Regions from separate parts of the Mus musculus genome. Here region 1 is linked to region 2. A link is a contact called in public promoter capture Hi-C data. All regions are on one chromosome and are shown on one strand. The core of a region is the stretch at or near the end of the contact, and the rest is flanking DNA. Distances in the headings are between cores, read along the strand shown. Region 1 holds the start of Scai (suppressor of cancer cell invasion). Region 2 overlaps Rc3h2 (ring finger and CCCH-type zinc finger domains 2).

Region 1 (5,428 bases), core at 1,941-4,440, 1.8 Mb before region 2:
CTTTATGTATTTCAACAAAAACATTTATTGTATAATATATGCCACTCAGGGAGTACCTAATCATTATTAGGTATCTCACATTTTGTATATAAATGAGAGTGGAATATATATATAAAATCAAACATTTTAGGTAGATGCTAATCATGTCCTATTTTTCAGTGCTGAGGAAAGAACTCAGGTCCTTGGGGCCTTATGCATGCTAGGTAAGTGGTCTTCCAGTGAGCTACATTCCCAGCTCAAGCATGTCCTTTTTATTTGTTTGTTTGTTTGTTTATTGGACTTGGTGGAGTGGTTGAGACAGTCTCACCATGTAGACTAAACTGTACCTTCCAAGGATTTAAGACATACTTCACCATTCCCACCCTGCCTTGCTATGGATCTCTGCCTATGTTGCTTCCTCACTGCCCAACACAAATGAAGAAATGGGATTGGAGAGAACAAGTAATTTGTCAAGGTCACAGGAGAATTGGAGCGTGAACCCTGAGGGCACATCACAGTGCCTACTCAAGCCTTCTATTTTAAGCACTATTGGTTTTTGCAGCTGTGTGACCCTGAACAAATTGAATTCTCTTATCTTTTATTTATGTTCTAAAAGGAATATAGTAAAGTTGATTATAGTATTAAAAATAGCACCCACAAAATGCCCAGTACTGAGGACCCAACCAAAATCAGTGTGTTTAGGGAGGAACCCAGAGTGAAATATTGCTAACAGTATAGCTTAAAAAAATTTATTTGTCCTATGTGAATGAATGGTTTTGCCTGCATTTATGTTATTCGCAGAATTCAGAAGAGGGCATCAAATGCAGGATTAGGTATGATTGTGAGCCACCATGTCGGTGCTAGGAACTGAACCCAGGTCCTCTGCAAGTACAAGTGCTCTTAACCACTAAGCCATCACTCCAGCCCCACAGTGTAGCCTTTTAAATAAAAGGGATTTAAAAGAAGTGTTTGATGCAGAAGGAGACATGAAATAGTGCACTGGCGTAATAGAATATGCATAGTTTATATAAGAGCCCAGAAGCTGAGATAATAGAACTTGGACACAACATGAAGTATTCATTATAGAAAGGCTCAACAATTGGGAGCAGCAGTTCTGTTGACAGATTGTCTATGCTTCAGAGAAGACTGTCCAATTAGGGGAAATGTTGGAAAGATTATTTAAGGGCTCCGCCCCCTGAAAATCCTTAATTTCTTCTTGCTGGATTGAAAAAGTAAATGGAAATAGGATAAAATTGACATGATTGGTGGCCCTAGGGTTATGTCATTTGGGGGAGAACAGCAAATTTTTGATATTTTCCCTAGTCAAAGCTATTTTTAAGATCCCATAACAGGGCTGGAGAGATGGCTACTCTTCCAGAGAAACCTGGGGTTCATTTCCCAACAACCACAACCTGTAAATCACAATTTGTAACTCCAGTCTCAGGAATCCTACATGGGCACCAGATATACATGTGGCATACAGGCTACATGGAGGCAAAACACCCATACACATAAAAAATTTTAATCCTGACAACATCTGGAAATGCACTTCTGAAGGAGCCCATGCTGGGGGTCCTAGGCTACATCCTCAGCAGTGGGCCAGCAAGACAGCTTAACAGATCAAGTTCCCCAGGACCCACGTGATGGAGAGAAGTCCCGAGAGCTGTCCTCTAGCCGCCTAAATGCCATTGCATTCACCCGACTCATACTCTTCCCCTTCGTCTCCTCTCTCTCCCTCTTTTTTTACTCCTCCTTCCCCCTTTCATAAATTCAGTAAGAGTAGCTCCTCAGCAATGCAAAAATAAATCCCGCTATAACTTGGCAGCATCCCATTGTTTCATAAAAGAAAGGCCATTCCACATCGAAGATGGGTGCAAGATAAATCATGTAGGAATAAAGGAGAACCCCTTGCACCAAATACATTTGTGAAAAAGTAGTTATCTCAATATTTGGGATACTATCCACTTGTGGAGATTTGTGAGATACGTCTCATGCATTTTATTTGCTATTGTGTGCTGTGTGTGTGCAGGTGTGTGTGTCATGTGCATGTGGAGGTCAGAGAGTCATCGAAAGCGTTCCTCTGGGTTTGAGGACAAGCCACAACATCAGGCTTGAACAGCAAGCACCTTTTACTCTGCTGAGCCATATATCTGCCACTACATTGTTGGTGTGTGTTTTAACAAAATGTGTTCTAATAAAATGAAAATGGCCCAAGAGAAAGTTTTATGCCTTCTCCCAAATGGAAGGAATGAACTTAGAATCTGCCAGACAGATTTGCATAGATCTTAAGAATTAAATTCTTCGGGTGCATTACATATACATCTGCTATATTTTCAAAGATAGCTTTTTGTTAGAGCAGAATAGAAAAGATTACTAGTATTAATTGTATTTACATGCTTATGCATGTAATGTTTTGCATGCTTAGGTCTGTCAAAAAATGCAGTGAAATTTTATACCAAAAATGATTAGCTGGTTAGATTTTTTAATCATCTGGAATGGCACAGAATGGCTAGCTTATACAAGAAGCAGTTCTTTTTAGGCTTTTCAAAATGGAATACATTCCTTGTGGTTATTGTAATTGGTTCTTTTTGCAATGCTGTTTGTTGTTGTTGTTTTTTTTTTCGAGGTAATTAAAGAAATTCTGCTTTCTTACAAGCTTGCATCCAAGCTTAGGATCTTTCCTGCAGCCAAACTGCTTGATCCCTACAATTTGAGACCGAGTCCCTTTTGAAGGGTGACATTAAGCCGCATTCGAGGTGATTCAGAAGACTATGAGAGAGAGAGCTGCTTTGCCCTCGAACTTCTGAATATATCTGGAGAAAGTGCTGCGCTTGATTTTGGTTCTGGAGCAGTGCGGAGGCGGAGGAAATAGCAGGTGTCTGGGAGGTGTCAGGGATGCAGGATGCCAGCCAAAGAGAACCTGCAGGCAGGTGTCTGGCGCCGGAGATGTAAGTCCCCGTTCTGGCACACGGAGGCGCTCAGGGCTCCTCTCGCTCTGCTAGCAGTCTTTAAGGCACCTCTGCCGCCACCTGCAGTCTCAACCAAACCTCGGGGTGGGCCACGCGGGACATGACGGCCTAAGCACCCAATCAGCGGTCGGATTTCTAGATACCCTGCCGTTGTGGCCAATAGAAACCGAGGAGAGGCGAGGAGGGGACGGGCCCGAGCCCCGCGGCAAGCCTGGCCGGGGCGCAAGGCCCTCCTCCTGTCTCTCCGCCTACTCCAGCCTCCGCCGCTTCAGCTTCCCGAGCGAGCCCTGCGGCCGCCGGAGCATCTCCCGCGGCGGAGCAGGAGCCGGATGGTCAGAGGAGCCCGGCAGTCCCAGCAGCCGCGGAGTCGCCTGGCCCCCAGGTGGGGTGGGCTACGTGGCGAGGCGGAGGCTAGGGGCGAGGGGCCCAGAGAGCGGGCCTGGGGGTGGCGGCGGTGGTGTCTAGGCGCCGAGCCCTGAAGGGGCGGGGGTACAGGCACTCAGCATCTCGGGGGCGCCAAGGGAGAGCAGCTCTCGGGGCAGCGAGCGAGGGCGCGCTGGGCGAGAGCGGAGGGCGCGCGCCCCACCGGGGAGCCAAGGAATGCGGGGAACCGGGTCTGAGGGGCGGGGCCGTGTCTGAGGGGAGCTAGGGGGGCCTGCGGCTCTGGGCAGACAATGAGGCCGACCTGGCGGGTGGTTGGGGGAGCCGAACGTTTGGGGCAGGGAACCGAGAGCATTCGGGGACTAGTGAGTCCCAGGCGCTTGGTCGTGGGAGGGAAGGAAGCCCTGCCTGTGGGGTGTCTGTAAGGTCACGGGTAGGCAGAGCCAACCTGTGGTCAGCCTGTGGCCCCCCGAGGGTGGTACATGAAGTGCCCCACAGGCAAGGCAAGGCAAACGGTGTGTTGTCTTAGTTACGGGTCTCATTTGTTTGGTCTGTAGACTGTCTGGCACAGTGGAGAAACCACCCCGAAAACGGAAAAGCAGGTAAGGCAAATGCCTTCCTCTCTAGCTTCGTGTTTTTCCTGTTTGCTTGGCTGCCCCTGTGCTGCATAATTACGTGGTGAGTAGATAAAGTTTCTTATTTAGGTCCTTTTTTTAGTAAATTCGACAGCATGGAAAGGTATTCCCTTTGAGAACTTCAAATTACCACCACCTCCAACCCCTTGCAGGTATATGATACGGGAAATGGGGAAACATTAAGAAAGCCCCACTTTCGACTTTAGTCTTAATTTCAACTTTGGCATCTCTAACGGAGATTGTCATTGAACAGCTACTGTGTGCCAAGTGTCGTATACAAATTCTGTGTTATTTTCTGTGACAGTTTTGCAAAAGAGGGAACTGAACCATAGAGTAGCCAATACTTAGCAAACAAAGATCACACATGTAATAAATGATAGAACCAGGATTTGAATCCAGGTTGTCTGAATGCAAAGTTTATGTTCTTTATACTGTAATGCTTCTAATACATACACAGTTGAACAGAGTCCCACTCCTGGCTTTCTCTCTCTTTCTTTATAAAGTCTAATAAACTGAGATGCTTAATACAAAAGTAGTAACTAAGGACTTACATAGGCCGCAGACAACTGAATTTTTCCTTAGGCAATGAAGAAGAGTATTCATCCCACAAATATGTTTTAGTGTATTTCATTTGTTAGGTACTACATCACAATTTTATTTAATTATTTGAAGATTTCCTTTCTTTACCTACATTGGAATTGAGAGAGTAAGCTACAGTAATGAGGTTGCAGCCCGTAGCACCATTCTCATAACTAATACTTTGGACGTTAATATACAGATAAACTCAATCATAGATACAAATGCCAGTGGTGGGAGTGGGCAGTTGCCAAATAGCTTTGCCACTTTTTAGGCCTGCATGTCTACTCCCAGACTCAACGTAGCGCTACTGCACACCCACAAGGTTGGCTAGCACACCTGAGGAACTGAATTTTTTGTAGATCAGTATGTGTTTTTGTGTGCAGGTGAGTGTGAGTGTGTGTGCGTGCGTGCATGTGTATTCATGCGTGTGTGTGTGTGGTGTCTGCATGTGTGTGCAGGCGAATGCACATACATGCATGTCGATGTGAAGCAGTCTACTCTTGTGTCTGGAGGCAGGGCCTGTCACTGAGGCTGGCCCTGTCACTGAAGCTGGCCCTTTCATTGAGGCTGGCCCTGTCACTGAGACCTGAGGCTCACCTTTTGGCTAAGCTGGCTGCTAGTCAGCCAGTAAGTCCCTGGATCTATCTGCCTGTCTACCTCAGTACTTTCAATTTTCAGTGTAATTTTTTAAAAAGTTTTTACATTTCTCATTTTGTATGTACATGTAGTGTGGACATTGCATGTGGAGGTTAGAGAATAATTTACAACAATCAGCACAAAAATATGAGTGTGAGGGTCTCACTCTAAATTTTAATGATTTCCTGGTAGGATAACAAGATGTATTAGAGTAAATAAACTTAAATTTTTATGTTTATTTAGTGTGTA
Region 2 (5,200 bases), core at 1,745-4,244:
TCTGTGAAGTTGTTTACTCTGAAAATTGTACTGGAATATTTTAAGCCAAGCTGATCTTTCACCAGGTGTACTGTATGTAAGGGCTTCTCCTGCTAGCAAGATGCTTAAACAGGATCATGTTATTGGTCGTCTGAGCTATTTAGTTATTTTACAAAAACCACAGCATTGTATCAGAGAAGATTTTGATAAAAGTTTTGTGCACATTTCCAGGGGTGGGAGGGTTAACATTTCCCTGAAATTTCTTGATTGGAATGAGTAAATACTGGTGTTTGATACCTGTCTTAATGAACATGCTCATAAGGTGACTGATACGTTGTAAATAATACCTGAGAAACAAAGGGGTAGTTTTGATATTCTGGTGTCAGTATGGAAGATCTTACACATTTATTTAATACTCAAGTGTATGAAGATGTTTGTTTATAACATAACAGCACAGTAGCCTTGACTTAGTTTTATTTGGTTAGTACTGTACCTTTTTGCCATGGCCAGTGCTCCCCATCCCTACAAAGACATTTTATTTATTTTACTCTGTAACCTGAAATGAAGAGGAACAAGAGTTTTAAACCATGTTACATTAACTTATTTCTGACATTATAAATTAGCCTAGGATATTACAGGAACATGATTGTTATATAATTTATATCAGAACCTTTCTATAAATATGAGCTTATTACATTTGAAATGTTTCCAATGTATTTTTCTTTTCCTTCTCTTCTCTTCTCTTCTCTTCTCTCTTCTCTCTTCTCTCTTCTCTCTTCTCTCTTCTTTTCTTTTCTTTTCTTTTCTTTTCTTTTCTTTTCTTTTCTTTTCTTTTCTTTTCTTTCTGTTTGTAATTCCAAAAAGGTTATGTAAACCAGTCTGTCTATTTCATGGATATTTAATAGTGAGATCTTCCATGTTGAAGGTAATGTATTTTTTTTTAAGATTTTAAAATTGCTATTTTGTTACAAAATAGAGACCTATTAACAGTTGAGAGCTCCTTATGTGCCCTCAGGGAAAGAACCCTCTGTGCAGCAGAGCTACACGAACATCTTCAGCACTTTCTGAGGGTGATTATATACTACATAAATTGATCTTGTGTATTTAACCTTATCTTTTTAATTTTAAAGTTGAAATTTTGAAACGTGGTTGTGCTCTTCTGGAGGGGTTGGGATGCTTAGGTGTTTGCCTACTTGTTCAGTAAACTGCATTTCATCAGTGTATGTGTACACCTGCCAACCTTATTGGTGTGTCTCAAACATTTATAGGAAAATAGTGCTTGTCTTGCAGCAGATGATCCCATAAAACAATAACTTCTAATTCTTAAATGTTTACTCTTTCTCACTAACAACACAGGAATTGTTTCTGTGTTCACATTATTCTGTATTGCATTTTTTATGTGGTGACAGCTTACTGTATGTTTTAGTGGGTATAATTTGAAATAAGGCTATTGGATCTCTGCCACTTAAGAAGAAAGAACAGTTCATCTGACCTTTCTTCAAAATGATACCTGCTGATGTCACAGAGGAAAATAGTACAAACAGACCTAGAATGTGTTTTTTTTTAATTGGGGCAATCATCACTTTGACCCTTTATCAAGATGACATGATGAACACATTTGGAATCAGAGGCTACAAAACAATAGAAGAGAAACTTTGTAATGTCGGTATCTAAAATGCTTGTAAAGCCTATGGGTCTAATCAGGAATCAGTAGTATGAAGTCTGAAAAAAAGCAGGGAAATGGTGTAGGTTTCCTTATATTTTTTACCTGTCAGTTTTCGGAGTCCCAATTCCTAGTCTGTGTGCTGCATTCAGATGCTGTGAATATATCATTAGTTTTGTGTGGGCTTCTTTTATTTTATGAATTCTAAGAGTTCTGTGTATATTTCTTCTAGTTGGTACCTACACAAATTAGATTTCTCTTGCTTTTGCCACTATGACTTATTTCAGTGCCATGCAACGAGTCAGTGTATGTAGGGACAGGGACATTGTACATTGTAATTTTCAAGAAAAGGTATCTCTTAAGGCCCGTGGCACTGATTCTGCTTTCATAGCTACTTACTCTACTAAGAGAATTCAATGAAACTTCATTTAAAAACTAAAATTTCCCATTGGTATGGATCGTAGTCACTTTGACCCAGATTTCAAGTTGATGCTAAGTTTACAAAGCACATCCTGATTTTATATACAGAAGATTACAGAATGCAATGATTTGTAGGACCTTTGAGTGGGATCATTTAACTATTTGAAAAAATTGTTTAAAAACCATCTACCCTATTTTTGCATTTTAGATGTGTTAAAGCCCATGTTGTCTTTTTAGCCAGGGATAGAACTTGTAACATCCAGATTCAGTATGTTAGTTGTAAATCTGAGTATTTCTTCCCTTGCATCTTTGAGTCATTTTCTAAGCAGACTGTCACCAATATTGGTAATTAATCATTAAAGAGAAAAGTTGCATTGCAGCTATATATTAGTGTCTTAGAACTGTTCTTTTGTTTTAGTGAATAAAGAGTACCAATGGGATCACTTACTGTTAACTCCTTCTACTGAAGGGCCCCTTCTGCAAGCAGAACACAAATGAACATGCTCAAGGAGTATCCCGTTTTCTAGAGATTAAGTTTGCTAGTAACTCCTTTACACTAGCTATTTCTTTGTATCCCTTTGCTGGCAAGGGAGTACAAGGAGTCAAACCACAGATCAGAACACCCCACATTTGAGTGGAGACTTATTTTTACTCTAAGGGGAGTTATTCCCCCAAGTCTGAAACTGGCAATTATTTTTTTTTCTCTTACATAAAAATTTAAAAATATCCCCCAAACCAGTGGAAAACAGACACTGGCTGCACTTAGTACTGCCAAGAGCCAAGGTCATTTGCACATATTCCATCAACCTGTCAAAAATTAGGCCTCACTTTATAACCCAAGGCATGGAAGTGCATGCATTCTCTTAGCTGGGCAAGCAATTATACTGTAGTTGTGATACAACACATGTGGCTTTTATTTGTACTGCACATACCCACTGTACAGCCACTTGGGAGTATCGTGGTTAGCTTGCAGCAACTGCCGTCTGCATTTATACTGTTTATTGCATATTCTTTTCCCTGGAAGTGAAAGAGAAATGTTTTTCTTGTTGCATTGATTACATTTTATAAATTTGCTTAGCTGGAAAGTTTGGGAAAAGAGGCCTGTTTGTCAATTGTACAACCGATTGTGAAGCTTAGTGTGAATATTTTTACGTCTGTATTAGACATTTTCTTTGCAAATCTATTGTTCGATTGAAATGTAAATGAAATTAAAGATGGTGTACACCCATCATGTAAAACGCAGGCACCATCTCTAAGATGGATTTAATGCTCATTTTTAAGGCATATACTCAGCTTCTATTTAAAACTATAAAATAATTCTGTACAATGAAATGGGGAATATATATGGGAATAAATTCTATTCCATTTATTTCAATTTGAATTTCCAAATTGTAATGTTTCCCTTTGTGCTATAGGAATAGGATTAAATGGGGGAAGGCTAGGACTTATAAGGCCTGTATATGGGGGGAGGGCAGAGATGGAACAATGAGGGTTGTGATGATAGTGAATAGCAAAGAGTGAATTCTGTGTGTTTTTGCTGTAGCACTGAAGTGAAGAGATATTAGCTTTGGCTGTTCACAAAATAGAGCATCATGATTTTCAGTGTTTGAGAGAAAATTGATGGAAAAAGTTTGCAGTACTTGACATGTATTTGCATGCACAAAATAAAATTATTTGTCCACCTTAAAAGTTGTTTTCTTAGTGTCAATGTTAAGTTTATGGTATGTTTTAGTTGTCCTGATTTTCTTGATATATCTTAATAAAACTAGAAAGACACTACTAAACTAGGGACTTAATTGATCACCTACTTCATTGGTATATCATTGGGAAGTAAATAGACCCAAAGAAGTTGAAATACTTCTTAATTCTGTCTGGCATTTCATTCAATAGAGAGCGCTTTCTAAATGGGGGAATGGTGTAAAATAGATAATACTGAACTTACAGTCTTTGGGACAGATAAAGAGAGATGCATAAATAAAACAAAGTCATTCTGTAGGCTTCAGAAAAAATTTTAAAGATGGCCTAAATCTCAGCACCATTTTTAATGACCCCAGAGTACCTTTATTTATTCACCCAGCTGATGTGTCCTAAGCCCCCATCTCTCCTGGTCTTTTAAGACTAGGTTAATGAAATGAGCCCTTTCCCTGGATGCTCATAGTGTAGAAATGGGAAAGACCAGATTGAATAGCTCTGAGAGCTACATACAAAGGGGCCAGTTGTTATGTTGAGCAAGAGGAGGTACTTCTGTGAGAGACCCTCTGGCTAGACTTTAAATCTTGCATAACCTTTTTACCAGTAGCAGATTACCTTCCTGACCCACTTGATCTTTACACCTGTTTTGTATTTTCATTGTTTTATATTTGAGATGTTATATAATTTGCCAAAATCTTACAATCAGAAAGTAATAGAGTCAGAGTTCTGCTGTCTTTCTGTCTCTCAAAAAGGTAATGGTGATGGTAGTTGGATCCATTTTCACTTAAGTAGAAAGTGTGATTAAGAGATAGGGCTTCACTGACTAATAAACAGCCAATTCTCAGAATTCTAAGTGTTATACTGTAGACTGTTGTCACCATTTCCAGACAAGAAAAGGGATACAGATACTTTTGAGAATTTTCCTAAGTTTACACTGCTAGAAGAGGTAGATGGGCATTGAAAGCCATGGAAGTTAAATAATCTGAATGATTTAAGATTTTAGAAAGGATACTTTGGCATTGATGTAAAATGTAGCTAGAGATAGGCCAGCAAGGTGGCCAGGTCAACACTGTAGGTAAAAAGTGTTGACTACATGACCAAGCAGGGGTAGAGGAAGAGATGAGCTTCAAGACTGGGGATAGGGGAGAACAACCGACAAATTTCCTATGCAAAAAAAAAAAAAAAAAAAAAAAAAAAAAAAAAAAGGATTAGACATCTATACATTATTAGGAATTAAAACTTGTTTAAAGATTACAAACTAAGGACAGATATAATTGTAACATGCAGTCTTGAATAAGCCACAGAGTGACTTCAGAGTATAGGAAAAAGGAAGAAAAGCCATGAAGAAATAAATGATCCAGGCAGAGAATGGGAGTTATTACAAGGGTAGGATCTTGTGTAGCTCAGGTTGGCCTCAAACTTATAGTTTCCTGAGTGCTGAGGTTA

The links. Promoter capture Hi-C pulls out the DNA fragments that hold promoters and counts their contacts.
Region 1: a contact with region 2 is called in a promoter capture Hi-C map of pre-B cells, with 5 times the contacts expected there. The contact joins the promoter of Scai here to the enhancer-like site in region 2. A contact is called at or near these places in 5 of 39 promoter capture datasets (the 3T3-L1 cell line, the C10 cell line, hippocampal neurons and 2 more) and 1 of 9 other capture datasets (macrophages).

Annotation. Positions count from the first base shown.
Region 1 is chr2:39,188,492-39,193,919 of GRCm38.p6, reverse strand. It overlaps Scai (suppressor of cancer cell invasion), which reads left to right and starts at 3,190. Exons shown (of 18, transcript NM_178778.3): 1 at 3,190-3,330; 2 at 3,887-3,931. The coding sequence starts at 3,278.
Region 2 is chr2:37,368,620-37,373,819 of GRCm38.p6, reverse strand. It overlaps Rc3h2 (ring finger and CCCH-type zinc finger domains 2), which reads left to right. Exons shown (of 22, transcript NM_001100591.1): 22 at 1-3,751. Among named protein-coding and RNA genes, the nearest start is that of Pdcl, 12 kb to the right of the region's middle. Within about 2 kb of position 2,994, at least 5 of the 459 cell types and tissues checked have an H3K27ac peak or open chromatin away from gene starts, as enhancers often do. A contact at or near this core is called in pre-B cells, where this site is marked.